Regions from separate parts of the Mus musculus genome. Here regions 2 and 3 are each linked to region 1. The links are chromatin contacts, called in public HiChIP or PLAC-seq maps. All regions are on one chromosome and are shown on one strand. The core of a region is the stretch at or near the end of the contact, and the rest is flanking DNA. Distances in the headings are between cores, read along the strand shown. Region 1 overlaps Gm33377 (a long non-coding RNA gene). Region 2 has its middle 8.6 kb from the start of Gm33336. Region 3 has its middle 41 kb from the start of Mrpl42.

Region 1 (4,165 bases), core at 1,174-3,673:
TATTTGAATAAGTCTGGGTCATGGAGAAAGCCCTCACACAGATGACTAAGAATCTTTCCATTGAGCTGACACTGCCCCGCTGATTAGTCCACAGTGTTTGGGGAAGGTATTTCCTGATTCCCTACTTTGTATCCCTACTTTGCAGCTGAGGTCACCTAACCTCCATTTATGAACTTGGCCTCATATTCATACAGGAACAATACTAGGAATTGGAAGGTCTCCACATACAACTCTAGAATTCAGCGTTGGGTCAGGACCCCTCCAAGAGAACACTGGCCCTCATGCAATAGATAACAGCCAAGTTCTTGCCCTGGGGCCCTCTAAATTACTCTGTCCATGTACTGGCTAGTTTTGTGTCAACTTGACACAGCTGGAGTTACCACAGAGAAAGGAGCTTCAGTTGAGGAAATGCCTCCATGAGATCCAGCTGTAAGGCATTTTCTCAATTAGTGATCAAAGGGGAAAGGCCCCTTGTGGGTGGGACCATCTCTGGACTGGCAGTCTTGGGTTCTATAAGAGAGTAGGCTGAGCAAGCCAGGGGAAGCAAGCCAGTAAAGAACATCTCTCCATGGCCTCTGCATCAGCTCCTGCTTCCTGACCTGCTTGAGTTCCAGTCCTGACTTCCTTGGTGATAAACAGCACTATGGTATTGTAAGCTGAATAAACCATTTCCTCCCCAACTTGCTTCTTGGTCATGATGTTTGTGCAGGAATAGAAACCCTGACTAAGACAGTCCATAAACATTGTTTTTCTTTTTAATCCATGTTATCTTATGGCTGGAGCACACTAAAGGGTGTTCAATCTTGAGGTCCTTTAATGTAGCCCCTGGGTACATTGTGACCCCCTGGGCATTAGACATTAACATTAGAACAGCAGTTCTCAACCTACGGGGTCATGACCCCTTTGGGGTTGACTGTGACTCTCAGGAAACACAAATATTTACATTATGGTTCATAACAGTGACAAAATTACAGTTAGGAAGCAGCAATGAAAATAACTTTATAGTTGTGGCCACCACAGCATGAGGAACTGTATTAAAAGGGTCACAGTGTTAGGAAGGTTGAGAACCACTACATTAGAAGCCTGTAACATGGTGGGTCTTCTGTCAACTGACTGACCCTGCCCTTTCATGATTTGCACCTGATTTTAGCCACACTGTCCATATTTATGGTGTGTTCTAACATTGTTATTAAACTATGCTCCTTTATACTCTTTATTTTGTGGCCCACTACCTATTGGGATCTGTCATAATATCATATTATAATATATGTATGTATGTATGTATGTATATAGAGAGTAAATATACATAGTATATAATAGATATACATAATATACATAGTATATAATATATATAATATATAGTACATAATAATATAGTACATATACATAATATATACGTATAATATATAGTACATAATAATATAGTACATATACATAATGTATACATATATAATATATAGTATATATAGTACATATACATAATATATGTAGTATAGGTAATATATATAGGCCTATAACAATTATAGGCATACCACTGTTCTCCCAGCCTTACTCTTTATTGAACATGTAAAAAAAAAAAAAAAAAAAAAGAACAAGCCTTATTCTGCATACATTGTCTTCCTGTTCAACTCTTGGCCTCTTGTAGTCACCAGTTACCTCTCTGTATGCAGATTGTGGTAATAATAATAATGTTAATAATAAATTCTATGTTTTTATACAGTACATACAAATGATTGTGAATATGATGTAGAATAATTTGGTCAATTATCATGGTTTTCAGCTCTAATATGTACTTTTTCTTTCTAGTGAAAAATATCTGACTTTTACATTTACCTAACAATGTGTTTATTTATCCACTTGCTTACTAATTGATTTTTGAGACAGGGTCTCATGCTGGCCACAACCTTGTCAAACTTGCTGCGTACATAACCGAGGCTGGCCTTGAAATTCCAGCCTTCCTGTTTCCACAAGTGCTGGGATTATAGGTGTATTAGTCAGAGCTCTCTAGAGGAACGGAATGGATGGAATGAGTGCATACCACAGAGATTTACTAGATCAGCTTACACTGTAGGAACTGGGTAGCAAGACAACAGCCATGCATAGATCCAAGAGGCTAACAACTGATAGCTGTTGAGTCAAAGAAGCTGAGGTTCCAGCAACCCTCTATGTGGTGATGAAAGCCTGGAGGATTCTGTCCATGTTGGAAGACTGGATGAGCTGGGCTTTGATGGAGTAGATAGAAGCCCCAGTGAGGAGAGAGGCCACCAAGCAAAAGCGATATCCTTTCCCCCTTCTCCTTTCTATCTGTCCTGCCACAGAAGGTGTTGCCCGCTGGGTGGGGGCGGGGTGGTGCATGCCTCCTCTCTCACTGTATCCTTCCAGGAAATAGCCTCACACCCACCCAGAATTGTGACTTTCAATTGATCCCAGATCCTACTGCGTTGACAACCAAGATAAACCATTACAATGGGTGCAATAGTGTTCTCAAAACCTTACTCTGCAAAGAACACATAAAGACAAAGAACAAGCCTTATTCTGCATGTTTAACTGTTGTCTCTCCTTAAACTCTTAACCACATATATGCAGATTGTGCTAATTCCCGCATATTCTGTCTTTGTGTGCCTTGCTTCCTTTATGTAGTAAAACCCTCTCCAGGTCCATCCAAGTTGTCACAAATGACAACTTGGAATTTCTTTCTGAGGTTTTGCCGCAGGACCTTTCAGAGGCTGTGCTTGTCAACCAGTTCTCTCCTCGCCCAGTTTCTTGTCTTTCTTCATCATTACATCTTCCTCAACCATTCTGAGTCTTGACTAAAACTATCACAGCTCAGCTGATATTTGATCAGCTGTTTGCTAAAGCCCCACATTTGATGTCTACTACTTTCCCTAGCAAGAAATTCACTGATTTTCCAGAATAAAATGTGTGTCTTGACATGGGTGGTTTTACTGATTACAAAATAGGTCCCAATTTTTTTTCTTTTATCCATATGCTTGTGTATGAGGTATTGATCCATTACCCAGAATGGCTTTACCTGGTTATGGAGAGTCCAATATCAGTCTTTAAGGGAAAAAAAGAGATTTAAAAAAACCCCACCAATTTATTCACCAAACTATTCAAAAGAAGATAAGTTTATGATCTAACACAACAAGAAATCTGTGCTGTGGTGGACTCAGGTGGGCATTTTTATTCCATAGCTCAATCTTATTATCAAAAACTTATCTCTTTTCCTAACTTTTGCTCTGCTGTCTTTACCACGGTAACCATGTCCTGGGGGGGGGGGGGGGGTCTAAGAATCATGCCCAAGTTAAAAGTGCTGCTTTTTCTAGTGAGTCTTTGTTTGTTTGTTTTAAGACTTGGTCTTCCTCCAGCCCTGGCTGTCCTGGAACACATTCTAAAGACCAAACTGCCCTCGAACTCACAGACATCCACCTGCCTCTGCCTCCTGAGTACTAGGATCAAAAGTGAGCACTACTACACATAGCTAAGTCTCTTAGGAGTGTAGAAACCTTTTCAGAAGCCAACACACACACACGCACACGCGCACACGCGCACATTTTATGTCAAAAAACCCCAAAACCAGGCTGGAGATACAGCACAGTAGTAGAAGAACATTTGCCCTGAGTTCCAGCTCTGGTGTCAGAAAAATAGCGTTCCAAACAAATCTACACTCTCCTACCCGCAAGCTTAGATCCGTATTTAATCGCTGAGACATATACGGGAAGGATGGGCAAACTCTTAACGTTGGGTCTTTCCCACATAGAGAAAGTGAGTGGGGGTTCTCAGACAGGCATTGCATGGGTTGCCTCATGGGGCGAGGGACACATCCCTCATTCAGACGGCTGAAATATCTTTGAAGACTGTTGCCGATTAAGATCCACTCAAACAGCGTACATTTTTATTTATTTTAAATAGCCCAAGAAGAGTTGTGTCTAAAATAAAGGTAAATGAAATCACCTCTAAAACGTCCACCCAGCTGCTCATTGCTTCTCCCCCACCCCCCACCCCCCTCCGCTGGGGAAATTGCTTGCAGTGGATATTGAGCTTTGAATGCAGAGGAGGCAAAAGCGCACAGTTGCTGATCTGTGAGCATGCCCCCAAACAGCACAGTTGTGGGAAAGCAAATCACAGGGATTCTAGCTACGGAGAGCCCAGAACTAGGACAGAC
Region 2 (3,653 bases), core at 554-3,053, 260 kb after region 1:
AAGGAAGAACCAATGCCAAAGGCAGCTACCATCGTGAACTTGAGCTCCGACTTCCTAAACAAACAGCTTCTGGTCGTTCTGGATTCAAAGGGCACTTGCAGGGCTGGCCTGCGTGGCTGAAGTAAGATAGCCTCTTATGTAGCTGCGACTGGCCTTGAATTTATTATGTAGCCAAGAACAACCTTGAACTTCTCTGTGTGTGTGTGTGTGTTTGGGGGGGGGGGGGGAGATTTCAGGGGAGGTAAGAGGGATTGAGATAGCATTTCTCTGTAAAGCTCTGACTGACCTGGAACAACTCAGTCTGTAGACCAGGCTGGCCTGCAGCTCATAGAGATCTGCCAGCCTCTGCCTCCCAAGAATTGGAATTAAAGACATGGGCCAACCTTGAATGTCTGATCCTCCCAAGTGCTGAGATTACAGATGTGTATCATAATGCCTAGTTAATATATTCAATATTATGGTATCTATTCAAGAAGATGACTTTAAAACCCTAGCCAGGCATGATGGAGCACGCCTGACATCCTAGCTCTCTGGAGGTAGAGATAGGACGATCGGGAATTGAAGGCCAGCCTGGGCTAATTGAGACCCTGCCTTTAAAACAAACAACACACACATATAGAAAGAGACAGACTTAAAAACAAAACAAAACAAAAGTCATTGGGCATATTTCTGTTTCATCTTGTAATTAAATATTTTATCAGTTATCTTTCTTGGAAAAAATATCAGTTATTTCTGCATTTTATATGCATTGATAAATATTTTATTACAACTTTAATAATAAATGAACATTGGTTAAAAAAAGAAAATGATTCTCTTACAAATTCATTTGAACCCTGGTCTATAATCCCAGCATCCATTCAGGAGGCTAAGGCTGGGGAGTCTAGAGAATTTCAGACCAACCTGGGCTACATAATGGGTTCTAGGTCAGCTCTCAAAAAGGCCAAAACCAATCAATTAATTAATTAAAAAAAACAAACAAACAAACAACCTAATTCAAGCAGATAGAGGTGAAACAGGGCCCTGCAAAAGAAATAGATTTGGTGAATCAGATTTTCAATTTCTTTGGAGAGTCTTTCATCTGTTGGGAGAGTATGAAGTAGTTCGGAACCAGGAGCTAATCTTAAGGGCAGATCTTGGCTCAAAAGCATTTCTTCTCTCAAACAAATCTTCCCCTGAGGCAGTTAGTAGCTTGCGTTCCTCACAACCTGAATGTTGATGCATTCAGTAGCTAAGAGCTGCTGTCCTTCTGGATTCCATTGTTCTATTGTGTGCTTGTCAGAGAGCTGTCAAAGACAGGAACTATGTCGATGGTCCAGAAAGTGCCTGGTACTCAGGCTGCCCTCAGTCATGTGGCTCTGTTACCCGGTTACCTAGCACAACCACTGTACAAGGTATAGGACATGTCTGTCTTCAGCAGTCAACCAAGACACAAGTACGAAGCAAAGCCCCACACATTGGGGTGTGCCCACCAAAAAGGATTCCCATTCATTTATACAACACTTCTCTGGCCAAATAAAACAGCGTAACCCTAGGATCTGGCTATAAAGTATCACTCCCCCACCGCCCCCAACCAACAAGGCTGTGGTCCACAGTACTCTATTGCGTGCTTAGCTGATACTTCAACAGTTCTCTGAAGAAATCATTATAGAGTTCATCTTACAGGCAGCTGACACAGAAGAAGAAAACAACAACAACAACAACAACAACAACAACAAAACCTGAAGCTTTAGCATAGCGATGTGTCCAAAGCTAGCTTAGCTGGTTGGAATCTACTATGGGTGGATGGTTGCAACATCAGTCCAGGATTTCTGTTTCCCTTTACACGACAGACTGACTACCAAGCTGGATTTGAGACTTTGTTTTTTCGTTTTTCCTACCCTCCTCCTAGTTTTTCTGGGGGAGAAAAAAAAAAAAAAAAAAAAGGTTACACCTGAGCCAGGCATGGAGGAACCCACCTACTGTTGCAGCCACATGGTAGACTCAGACAAGAGGTTTGAGCTCTAATTTGGAGTCTGGGCCACAAGGCAGGATACTGGAGGATAAGGGGTTAAATCAAAGTCAGGCTCACATTCCAGTGACAGTGGGGGTCAAAGTCCTCCTCAATACTTTGGGCCAGTGTCCTTGGCAGCAGTGCCTCCTTTGCCAAAACAGGCACGTGTTTTTCCCTGAGCCTCTGGGGTGGGGAGTCAGTTATGGCACAGAGTGGTACAGGGCAGCAATGTGCACCCCAAAAGCCTCAAGGAAGCTGGCTCCCAAATCAGTACGAAGTGTCTCCAAGGGAACCTGGTTTTATTGAGAGGCACACACACACACACACACACACACACACACACACACACACACATATACACACACAGGTGGGGGGAGGGAGCTAGTGTTCTCAAGAAAGAGAGAGATAGAGAAAGGGAGAATATCTTAGCAACTGCAGTAAACAAGCCTTTAACTTGGTAGACTGGGTGTTGCCCAATAGGAATAAAATGGGAGCCTCCTGTGTAACTGGGGATTTTTCTAAATAGTCACACTGGAAAAGAAAAAGGAAACAGAAGACATTAATCTGAATTTTTTTTTTTAATTTTTTAATTTTTTTTTTTTTTTTTTTTTTTTTTTTTTTTTTTTGCTTTTTCGAGACAGGGTTTCTCTGTATAGCCCTGGCTGTCCTGGAACTCACTTTGTAGACCAGTCTGGCCTCGAACTCAGAAATCCGTTGGCCTCTGCCTCTTGAGTGCTGGGAATAAAGGCATGAGCCACCACGCTCGGCTGACATATCTTTTAAATAAATAAATTCAAGTTGGTTTTTTTTTCCAACACGTAATTGTTACCAAAAAAAAAAAATTTGAGGTTCACCCATTTGAGTTCTTAGTCCCAGTGGGGTGTGTGTGTGTGTGTGTGTGTGTGTGTGTGTTTTCAAAACAGAATTCCTCAAAACCTGACTGTTTTTGAACTTGCTTTGTAGACCAGAGAGGCACAGAGATCCACCTGCCTCTGCTTCCTGTACCACCACACCTGGCCCTAGTTCTTAGTCCTATTAATAAAATAAGTTTAAAATGGACTCAGAAGGAAGCCTGAGGACAATTTCATTAACATTTGAGAGAAAAACAATAGAACAGGCAAGTTCTTATAAATCCCAGCAGTTGCAGGGAGGGAAATAGAGAAAGAGTCTTGTCTTTTTTTTTTTTCGAGACAGAGTTTCTCTGTATAGCCCTGGCTGTCCTGGAACTCACTTTGTAGACCAGGCTAGCCTCGGACTCAGAAATCCGCCTGCCTCTGCCTCCCGAGTGCTGGGATTAAAGGCGTGCACCACCACGCCCGGCAAGAGTCTTGTCTTTTAAATAAGATAGAAGTCAGAGAAATAGTGAGAAAGCCCAGAGTGTTGACATGTGCATAGGAGTGCCTCTCTGTGGATAAGCGTCAGAAAGACACTCGGTTTCAGGGTCTCGTATTCCAGGCATAAGGCAACACCTGGACTCTCAATCAGAAACAGAAACATAGACAGAGTGCTCCCAAGAATCGGAATGAGCTAATGAGCTAGGAAAGGGCCCCAGAAGTGCTCGGTTGTGTGGTCAATGAGCCTTTGTAGGATATTATATATATACTTAACACCCAGCTCTCCCAAGTTTGTCTATGGAAACATTTTCTCACATATGCTTTGTTAA
Region 3 (4,068 bases), core at 355-2,854, 420 kb after region 1:
AAGTAAAGATTTGAGGAATTTTTTTTTTTGGTTAAATTTTAAAATAGGTATATGAAAACAGTGGTTTTTCTTCTCTCTCTCTCTCTTTTTTTTCCTTATAAAGGCAAACATTTAATTGGGACTGGTTTACAGTTTCAGAGGTTCAGTCCATTATCATCATGGCAGGAAGCACGGGGACATGCAGGCAGACATGGAGCTAGAAAACAAGCTGAAAGTTCTACATCTTGATCTGAAGGCAGCCAGGAGGAGAGTCTCTTTGACACCAGCCAGACTTGAAAAAAAAAAAAAAATATATATATATATATATATAACCTAAAATCCCTACCACTGCAGTGCCACACTGCCTCTAACAAGGGTACACCTCCTCCAATAAAGCCACACATCTTAATAGTGCCACTTCCTGTGGGCCAAGCATATCCAAATCACCACATGTAACCTTCCCTCACACCCATCTCTTTGTGGTGAAAAAAACTCAATTCTTCTCTTTTGAGCCAGATCCTGCAGTGCAAACTTGGGAGATTACTGAGGGAGAATAAAAAATTCTAGACTTCTCTGGGTGACTCAATGAGCACAAGTATTGAGATAAAGACTGAAAGGAGAGTTAGGGTGTGTGGCTTAACGGTAGAGTGCTTGATTGGTATGTCTGAGGCACTGGGTTCAGTCCTTAACACTACACACACTCCTTTTCTGCTTATGTCTTGAATATACACAATACATTGTGCTTACCTACTGACACCCTATGGTGTAATAAAACACTAGGATTTCTTTCTTTCATTCAACTACAACTCCACAGCCATTAGTCTTTCCTATCCTCCCCTCCTCACTAATGGCCCCAGCCTTGGGAAGCAACAGTGGTTTTTCAATTTGTACCAATCCTTAAGGTCCTGCTATATAAGGAAGTTTTACCAGTGCTTAGGTTTTGGCGATCTAGTAAACTTTGGGAGAACAAATAAATTCCAACTCCTCTTTTCTAACTGTAACTCCATTGGCAGAACCAAAAGAAAAACATGTCTTAGATTTCCCAAAGCAATCCTCAAGGAATGAGAGACATTTTTATTCAGAGTGTTTGTTAGGAAGGCTTTGCAGAAGAAAACAAGGAACATTTTAAGGTAGCTCACTGTCATGTGGGCCCTGGCCCCATCCATTTCTATGTAAATGAGTGGATGCCCAGGGCAGAATTCATTGGTGTGTGCCCAATGCCAGGCACAACATCTGGCATATGTAACAGGTGCCCCACCCTTTTTGCACCCCCCCCATCCTTTATGTGCTAGTTAGGGTAACTGTTGAGATAACTGTCCAAATGAGAACCACTTAACAGGGTCCTTCAAATTTCTTAGTTATGTTACAGTGTAACTCTGTTCAGCGAGGGGAACACATCTGTGATCCACACAGTCATTCAGGGACACAGGCTCCATCCAGAAGGTGGCTTCCTCTTTCCTTGGAGCTGTGGACTCCTCTACTGGGTCCTGTGTATCTGCCTGGGATGCAAGGAAGAAAGAATATAGAGAACAAAGGGTTATGTGCTTGGGGTTCTGGCCAGCCCTCTGTAGGCATAATGGTTTTGTGCACTGTGTAAAGGTTATCCTGGTGTTATTCAAATGCTGATTTCTCTGCCCTACTTTCCTGTTTCAATCCAGATGTGGCTTTGTTATGTTTATTCTTAGACGCTCCTCTCTCAAGTTTGTCTAAACGCAGCTCCTCATTCATTCTCTGCCTTGTCAGTAAAAGCCAACGAGCCAATACAGAGCTTTAGAGAGAATAAGGTGGGACTTCCGATTCCAGGAGGAGTGGAGAAAGAGACAAGAAGAGAGGTCCAGGAAGCATTGGGAGAAGTGAGCTGGAAAAAGAAATGACTAAAAAAAATATCCCAAGTAAGATGGGAATATTGTCTGGGGGAAATTCTGAGTAGCTTGGAGGTTTAGAATGGAGTAATAATTGCTCAATATTTGGCTGAAGGCAATTTTAATAAATCTTATTCTCTCTGTGCGGTGATTTGGGGGAATTAGCTGGCTAAGGAATAATTGCCACTGCACTAATTTTATGAATCTATATTAATATGGTGATCATTTAGCAGTCCTCCAGTAGGCTCCTATCCCTTCCTCTCACAACCCCTAGCTCAGAGCAAAGTTTTATGGCAAACTACCTCTCCAACTCCAAGAGAGCTGCAAGCTGCCATGTAACACCTGCAGAGAAGGGGCAAGTTGTAAACACAGGGATGCAGTGGTTGTAGTCTGTGAGTGAACCCTAACTTTTTTTTCTGAAAGGGAAATGGAATGCTTTGTCACCACATTATAGGACTTACGAGAAGTAGTTGGGCATAGAGGCTTATGCCTGTGACCTCTGCACTTCGGGGACTGAAGCTCCAGGCCATGAATTGTGAGTAACTTGGAAGTTCAGCTCCAGTTTCCTTCCCTCTTTCTGGCGGCCTTGTAGCATCCGACAGTTCTGCCCACCAGCGACCCTATGCTATCCACATCCACAGCTGCGATCTTGGTGCCCTGCCCTTGGTGAGGTTTCTGCTGAGATCTGTGCTTGTGTCAGATCTGCTTCTCATACAGCAGCAAACACCGAGAGAGATGGTTCCGAGTCTCTTGTCCTCATGCAGAACCTATCTTAGTTTCTGAGACCTTCTATAGTTTAGAACAGAAAGGTCCTCCACAGGCTCATGCATTGAATTCTTCAGCTTGTGTTGTAGAACAGCTGTTCTCAACCTTCCTAATGCTGCGACCCTTCAATACAGTTCCTCATGTTGTCATTGATTCTCCACCTCCCACCATAAAATTACTTTCCTTGCTACTCTGTAATCGTAATCTTGCTACTATTACAAACAAACTGTAATGTAAATATATGTGTTTTCTTATGGTTTTAGGCAACCCCTGTGAAAGGGTTGTTCAAACCTCAAAGAAGTTGAGACCCACAGGGTGAAAAACACTGCTCTAGAAGGTGATATAAATTTCAGGAGATGGGAACTGTTGGGAGGTCACTGGGAGCACATTCTTTTCTTTAAAAGTCATCTCTTTTATTTTTTAGAGGTTATAATAATATTATTTCCCCCACTCCCTTTTCTCTTTCCAAACTATCATGTATACCCTTCCTTACTCTCTTTCAAACTCATGGCCTTTTTTTTTTTTTTTTTTTTTATGATTGGGGTGTGTGTGTGTTTTGTGTGTGTTCCTAAATATACAAATATAACTGATTTACTCTGTATGTTACTTGTATATGTATCTTTGCAGGGATGGCCATTTGGTAATAGATCATTTAATTTTTTTTTCTTTTTAATGATGTGCGTTTCTGTCTGAATGTATGTCATATGAGTGAGTCTGTGGAGGCCTTGTCATATGTTTGTGGAGGCCAGCAGAGGGTGTCAGATGCCCTGGAGCTGAAGTGACTGGTGGTTGTCAGCCAACAGATGTAGGTCCTTGGAGCTAACTGCTGGTCTTCTAGAAGAGCAGGAAATCTTTGTAATTGTTGAGCGATCTCTCCAGCCCCAACAGAGAACATTACTGAAGAGGGCAACAGAACCTTGTGTCTTCTCTTCTTCCTTTCTTCCTTTTTATTTCCCTGCTGTAAGGGAAGTGGTTTTGCTCTGCTGAGAACCCCTTCCACAAGCCCTCGAGGGTGTGGTGCCTTCCCACAGGCATGAAACAGTGAGGCAAACCCACCATAGATCAAGTCTTCCAAAACCGGGAGCCAAAAGAACCTCTTTCCTGGGCTGAGGAGATGGCTCGGTGGTTAAAGTGTTTGCTGTGCAGGCACAAGGAGGTGAGCTCCATTCCTGGTACCCATATAAAAGCTGGGCACCATGAGGCCTATCAGTGCCTCCAGGTCTTAGGCAGACCCCAATGGCTTGCTGGCCAGTCAGTGCAGTTGAACCAGTGAACTCCAGGTTCAGGGAGAGAACCTGTTTCAAAAAAACAAAGTGGAAAGAAGACACCAGATGTTCAGCTCTGGCCTCTACATGTGTACACATGGACATGTACATGCACAGGCGAGCAAACCTACATAAACATTGCATACTACACGCAAGCACACACACACACACACACACACACACACACACACACACAC

What was found. HiChIP or PLAC-seq counts read pairs in DNA pulled down with a chosen protein or histone mark.
Region 2: an H3K27ac HiChIP or PLAC-seq map of embryonic stem cells shows a contact between it and region 1, with 7 read pairs. The contact joins two enhancer-like sites. A contact is called at or near these places in 1 of 39 promoter capture datasets (the 3T3-L1 cell line), 2 of 15 datasets of contacts at CTCF or cohesin (both in the NIH/3T3 cell line), 7 of 484 Hi-C or Micro-C datasets (Sertoli cells, bone marrow-derived macrophages, cerebral cortex and 3 more), 10 of 115 datasets of contacts at active chromatin or transcription factors (bone marrow-derived macrophages, craniofacial prominence, embryonic stem cells and 2 more) and 1 of 9 other capture datasets (embryonic stem cells).
Region 3: a contact with region 1 is called in an H3K27ac HiChIP or PLAC-seq map of embryonic stem cells, with 10 read pairs. The contact joins two enhancer-like sites. A contact is called at or near these places in 6 of 115 datasets of contacts at active chromatin or transcription factors (embryonic stem cells and pancreatic cancer cells).

The regions. Positions count from the first base shown.
Region 1 is chr10:95,882,184-95,886,348 of GRCm38.p6, reverse strand. All of the region lies in intron 3 of Gm33377 (a long non-coding RNA gene), which reads right to left. Among named protein-coding and RNA genes, the nearest start is that of Gm24433, 14 kb to the left of the region's middle. Within about 2 kb of position 2,423, at least 35 of the 459 cell types and tissues checked have an H3K27ac peak or open chromatin away from gene starts, as enhancers often do. A contact at or near this core is called in embryonic stem cells and pancreatic cancer cells, where this site is marked.
Region 2 is chr10:95,621,846-95,625,498 of GRCm38.p6, reverse strand. No RefSeq gene overlaps it. Among named protein-coding and RNA genes, the nearest start is that of Gm33336, 8.6 kb to the left of the region's middle. Within about 2 kb of position 1,803, at least 79 of the 459 cell types and tissues checked have an H3K27ac peak or open chromatin away from gene starts, as enhancers often do. A contact at or near this core is called in embryonic stem cells and pancreatic cancer cells, where this site is marked.
Region 3 is chr10:95,458,922-95,462,989 of GRCm38.p6, reverse strand. No RefSeq gene overlaps it. Among named protein-coding and RNA genes, the nearest start is that of Mrpl42, 41 kb to the left of the region's middle. Within about 2 kb of position 1,604, at least 7 of the 459 cell types and tissues checked have an H3K27ac peak or open chromatin away from gene starts, as enhancers often do. A contact at or near this core is called in embryonic stem cells, where this site is marked.